Regions from separate parts of the Sus scrofa genome. Here region 2 is linked to region 1. Evidence: chromatin contacts called from public Hi-C data. All regions are on one chromosome and are shown on one strand. The core of a region is the stretch at or near the end of the contact, and the rest is flanking DNA. Distances in the headings are between cores, read along the strand shown.

What was found. A called contact is a pair of places that touch in the nucleus more often than the background predicts.
Region 2: a contact with region 1 is called in a Hi-C map of liver, with 2.8 times the contacts expected there. A contact is called at or near these places in 2 of 5 promoter capture datasets (fetal liver and liver), 20 of 47 Hi-C or Micro-C datasets (alveolar macrophages, brain, embryonic fibroblasts and 12 more) and 1 of 2 datasets of targeted methods (skeletal muscle).

Annotation. Positions count from the first base shown.
Region 1 is chr3:106,723,173-106,726,304 of Sscrofa11.1, forward strand. LTBP1 (latent-transforming growth factor beta-binding protein 1) reads right to left here and starts at 1,366. Exons shown (of 36, transcript XM_021087653.1): 1 at 900-1,366. The coding sequence starts at 1,366. LOC110260038 (a long non-coding RNA gene) reads left to right here and starts at 324. Exons shown (of 2, transcript XR_002342794.1): 1 at 324-775; 2 at 1,775-2,827.
Region 2 is chr3:106,856,996-106,859,980 of Sscrofa11.1, forward strand. All of the region lies in intron 14 of TTC27 (tetratricopeptide repeat protein 27), which reads right to left. Among named protein-coding and RNA genes, the nearest start is that of LTBP1, 130 kb to the left of the region's middle.

The DNA of each region.
Region 1 (3,132 bases), core at 116-2,615:
CCAGGTAGGAAGGTAAGGACAGTGCCTCCAGGAAGGATGGGAGAACCAAAACCTGCATAACCTAGAACTCTACAGGAGGGGAGAACAGGGTCCAAAAAACTGTTTTCCAAACTCCAAAAGTACAGGAGAGCCAAGAGTATTTTGTACATTATATGCGCCCACAGTTTAAATTGAATCTGAATTTCAAAGAGAAGCGTCCAAACAGGGGTGAGATCACAATGCCTGGAACCACTCCCGAAGAAAAAACAAAACAACAACAAAAAAAAAACAATAAGCAAAACAAGTTTTCCTTCACATCCTCAACCTGTGATTAATGGGGGGGGGGGCGGGGGGCGGAGCAAGGAGGCTGTTTTAAAAGACCAATAACAGAAACGATCCAAGTGAAACTCCCGTCAATGCTAAGGCACCCGGCCCCAGGAAAGCAGACCCCACAGGTGCAGGGTAGCCAAGCCCACAATGAGTAGGATGCTGAAAATTCTAGGTCATATAACAGGAGTTGGATCTTGACAATCAGGCCTCGTCCAAACGTTTTTTTTGCATCAACTAGAAAAAAGTTAAACTGAAGTTGCAAAGTTTAATTGATGCTGAGGGATTAAGCTGTAGTGACCTCATGTTTACGCCCATCTTCTAGGAGTAATTTGGTTCGTGCACAGGAGGTTACGCCCCAGGCAGAAATGCCTTTTGTGTTTACCCACAGTTCAGTAACAATGCGATCGAAGTTTATTCTCAGAGTTCCGCGGCTTCCCCGCACTCGGCTCTACCCGCCGCGCTCCAAGTAAGGCAGGCAGACGCGAACCGGGAAGAGAAGGCAGGACCCACCGCGCACGACGCCCGCGACCCCGCGTGTCCCAGCGCGGGCAGAGCGCGCGTGCGAGGAAGGAGGGAGGGTGTGGGCTTACCCCTGCAGCTGCTGCTTCTGCTGAACCTGCAGCCTCGAGGCCCCACCACTCTGGGTCTCCTGCGGCACTTTGGAGCGCACCGCTTGCCTGCCTTGTTTGGCGATCGGGGCGGCCGCCGGGTGACCGCCGGGCTTGGGGTGGAGCTGCCCGCCGGGGCCCCCGGGACGGGCGGACTCCGGCGGTGGCGGTGGCAGCCGGAGCCCCTGCAGGGCCGCGCCGCCGGTCGGGCTGGTGCGCCGCGTCCGCTCCGAGGGGGCCCCGGCGCCCCCCGAGCTGCGGCTGTACCTGGCGTTGAGTGCGACGTTGAAGGTCCGCGGGCGCGCCGGCCCGCCCAGGGGCAAGGCGCCCGCCGCCAGGCCGGGGCCCGGGCGCACCACGTAGGTGATCCTCCGCACCCGGCCGTGCGCGGACGACGCGAGCAGCCCTGCCCAGAGCAGGAGCCCCCACCTGAGCCAGGCCCCCGCCATCGCGGGCCACAGCCGGCGCCTCCGGCCCCCGCCCCCGGCCGTGCGGCTCGCCCGGTGCGGCCGCCTGCGCGCGCTTAGGCTCCTCGGTAAACTGCCGGGAGCCGGGGAAAAGTGGGGAGGAGGAAAACTCGGTTGCAGGGGAGGAAGTTCTGAGGGCGGCTGAGCTGCCCCAGACCCCAGCCGAAAGCAGCGGGGAGGAGGGGGCGGGGTGGGGGTGGGGAGCGCGAGGCCCGGGAGGGGAGGGGCGAGGGGCGCGGGCTTTGCTAGGTGAAGGTCCACTCGCCGCGCCGGGGGGCGTAGGGGGTGCCCCGCCCGCGGCCCGCCGAGAGTGGGCGAGGGCGGGTGTGAGCGCGCGGGACGCTCAGCTGCAGCCCAGGCTGCAGAGTCTTTAAAAAGTTTCTCTCGCAGTGGAACCGAGTGTCAGATCTGAACAGCCAATCTCCGGCAGACGTGACGTCAGGCAGTAAATCCTAATTGGGGAAAGCGTGAGATGAGCCCGAGAACGCGCCGCCACCCTCCACATCCACATAGATTGTTACTGCGGGTCGGCAAGGCAGAGGTCCCCGCTCCCTGGTCCTGTGTCCCAGAAAAGGACAAAGAACTCAGCAAACTCACTGAACGGAACTTTCCTGCTAGAAGCCCGGCTGAACTCGTTTGAGACTGTTTGAAAGGCATTTCCAGTCATTTTCTTAGCCATGTTTGCTCAGATACTTTCTGCGGGTATTGGATTAAAATACCAGATCAGGCCCCAGAAAGGACTGCTCAGAGTGTGCAGTGATGTCCATCGGAAAATGTTTAGGTGGTTCTCTTTGGGACTATAAACTCCGCCTGAATGTTTCGGGTCTGCAACTTCTGGTACCCTATTCCTCGCTGGGCATGTACCAGGACGGGCAGCAGGGGGCGCCCGCGTAGACGGGGAAAACCCGCAGTAAGACTCGCCCCCAGGAGCAGCCCTGCTCTTGGTGAGGAGACCTCTAGGACAGGAATACAGGATTTAGGATCCATGACAACATCAAGCCATTCTTAGTATTTTTTTAAAGCAAAATCAGTTCCTTAGACCCTTATCCGAAAGGAAAGGCAACTCACTGGAAATGACCCAAAACACATTAATAGGATTATGATGTCCCAAGGGAGAGTCCCTGGGATCACGATGTTTTTTGTTTTTTTTTTTGCGAGGAGGGGGGAAAGACCATGAAATAATAATACTTACTTTTAGCATTTAAATTAAAAACAATGGTTCCAACAGAATGCACAGTTTCATTACATGCATGCCATAGAAAACCCGTGGTCAGAACAGTTTTTGTTTTTTTTTTAATCCATTTAACTAAGAATGGTGGTCTGTTTCCAAGGCTTTGTTGTTCATATTCATATTTATTTGTGCCTTATCCTGGCTAGTAGATAGTTGATAACAAATGACAATGGTTTTAAGAATTGATGGAAAATAAAGTTGAGGAAACTTAATCCCTTATTCTATTTTTTCTGTACATTGGAGAAAGACCTCCAGTATTTGATTTGGCAGGAGAGGACCTCAGTCCATCTGCCTGAGGAGCAGTTTCATGTGAATCACACTCTGAGAGCCACAGTCGCAGAATAAATGGCATCTGGCGGGAGGGAGAGACCTCAGTTCAGTCCTAAGACTGCCCCTAAGTAGCTGAAAAACCACAGGCAGGTCACCTCTCCTCTCTGAACCTCAATTTCCTCTTCCATAACAGGGAAGTTGAATTAAAAGTCCCTTACAGCCCCAAGAGTCTGGCTCTAAGAACATC
Region 2 (2,985 bases), core at 221-2,720, 130 kb after region 1:
ATCACAAAACAAAAAGGAAATCAGAAGTGTGAAAAAAAAAAACCCTCGCAATTCCTCAAATTAACACTGTATATGGTTGAATAGCGAAGGTCTTTATCTTCCAGTGCAATGCTATCAGACAGAAATATAATGTAAGCCTCATTACATTTTCTAGCGGCCACATTAAAAAAGTAAAATGAGAGGGAGTTCCCACTGTGACTCAGCAGGTTATGAACGAACCAGACTAATATCCATGAGCATGCAGGTTTGATCCCTGGGCTCGCTCAGTGGGTTAAGGATCCAGCATTGCCAAGCTGTGGTATTGGTTGCAATGTGGTGTAGGCCAGTAGCTGCAGCTCCGATTCAAGCCCCAGACCAGAAACTTCCATATGCCACAGGTGAGGCCCTAAAAAAAAAAAAAAAAATAAAATTAAAATGAGGGAGTTCCCACTGTGGTGTAGCAGGTTAAGATCTGGCATTGTCTCTGAGGCAGCAAGAGTTTTCTGGTGACATCTCTGAGTGCAGTAGATCACAGCTGAGGCTCACATTCTATCCCTGGCCTGGGAACTTCCATATGCCATAGGTTCAGACCAAAAAAAAAAAAGTAAAATGAAATCGGCAAAATTAATTTTAATAACATTTTTTAAAACTCTACAAATCCCAAATATTATCATTTCAACGTGTTATCAACATACAAAATTATGGAGATTTTTTTTTTTTTTTTTTTTTTTTTTGTTCACACCCACGGCATGTGGAAGTTCCCAGGCCAGGGATCAAACACGCACCACAGCAGTGACCTGAGCTACTGCAGTACAATGCCATATCCTTAACCCACCGTACTATGAGGATACTCCTGGAGATATTTTATAATCATTTTTCTCACGCAGAGTCTTTGAAACCTGATGTGTTCTACAGTTACTGCACATCTCAATTTGACCAGCCACATTTTAAGTGCTTAACTGCATGTGGCTCCCGTACTGGGCAGCATGGTTCTACACTATTTCTCCAAGGCACTGGCATAGATCCTGGCCTATCGACATGTCTCCCTTTTTTTCTCCATTAAAAAAACTAGCTCCTCTAGTAGAGAGCTTCCCATGGGCTCCAACATTCATATACTATAGTCCCTCTTGTTCCTCTTCATATGACAGCAGCCAGAATAATTAGCCCTTAGTGAGCATGTATTATGCGTGCCAAGCGCTGATAGCCTGAGTTTTCACACATCACCTCATCCACTCCCCACAACAGCCTTGCAAGGTAGTAAATATTACCCTCATTCAAGATGTGACCATGACCACAGAGTCAGTCAGGGATAGAAAAGGGATTGGAGGCCTGGTCAGTGGGACTCCAGAGCCCATCTCTCCAAAGGCCCACGCTGCCTCCCGCTTACCTTCTGCCCACACATAGCCATGACTCATGGCCAAGTCAGGAGAGAGACTGGTGGGGGGCGGGTGAGGGGCAGGCAAGACTCTAGTACACATGGGAAAACCTGGGAGATTGATTTTTTAAAGAAGCTGGGCGTTAGCTACTCCTCCCTCCTCCCACGCACCTCTCCTGATTAGGCAAGTGGACAAAGACAAAGCAGAAGAGTGGATGCCCACGCTTAGCTGGAGGAAAGAGCTGAAAGGCAAACCTCTTACCAAGGCACTGGGCAAGAATGGAGAAAGGTAATCATCTGACAGAGGGGCTCTGGTTGAGATTTCTGTGCAGCTTATTTCCAGGGCAAACTGTGAAGGCAGGCTGGCTATAGGCAGGGCAGTGATCTTTAGAAGGCGGTAGTCTAAGCTTTTTCCTCTAAAGGAGCCAATACGGAAATGCATGTGATGATACATGTACTTAAAGAATAGTTTTAAGTTATTTTAAAACTATTATCAAAAGCTGGGATAGTTGAGAACATGATCTCTCATTAAATTACCCTCACAAAGCTCCCTAGAGAAACAGTGGAAGAGAGGGAAAGACTGGATTCAAGAGGTTCTGAGGAACCATATGACCTTGGTCATGTCACTTAACCTGAGTCTCAGTTGCCCAGTCATTTAACTGACAGTGGATTAAGCAAAACTTCCAGGGCCCCTTCAGACCCCAGATTTTTAAAACTCAGAGGTGACAGGGTTCAAAGGTACATTGGTGCCATCTAGCGGTAAAACAAATATACTGATGATGCAAATAGAACAGCAAGTTTGACCAACTAGGAGGAAATCAATTCAACCAGAGGCCTTAGAAATCACTGAAAAGAAGCTGAGAGGAAAAAGGCCTAATAAGAAGTGATTTGCCTAAAGCCACACAATGGTTCCTGGTTCCTGTTGTGCAATCCATGTGATGAAGAAAGTGACTACAATACTTAGTAAACCTCAATAATTAAAACAGAAGTTAAGGAGTTCCTGCTGGGGCACAACAGGATTGGCAGTGTCTTGGGAGCACTGGAAGGCAGGTTCAATGCCCAGCACAGTGGGTAAAGGATCCAGTGTTGCCACAGTTGCAGTTTGGGTCGCAACTGCGGCTCGGATCTGATCCCTGGCCCGGGAACTCCATACGCCTCAGGGTGGCCAAAAAAACAACAACAACAACAAAAAGAGGTTAAACAGCATGCTCCTCTGAGGATTAAGCACCACTGGACAATGGGCATGGATTACTTTTACAAAGTTATTTTTTACAAGGGTATTTAAAGCACCTCTGCAAGATGCCCTTTGTTTGTTACACTTTTCTTCCTTAAATTATGAGCTTACTACTCAAATTGGCTTCCTTCCCAAGGTTTCTGCAGAATAGCTTCACAACACTGTAAATCAACTATACTTCAATAAAAAAAAAAAAGAAAGAAATTAAGGGAATCCAAATAATAATTATCAGTAGCTTCACTCTTTTCATTTATTTTCCTTATAGGATTTACTGAATTTTTCTGAGGTCCCATATGATACAGTATCACACATTATAACTGAAAGCTACACTCTCCATGCTCTCCCTTCCACATCCCTGAGTCATTCCCATGACCCCAAATGCAGATAAGTTTTTGAA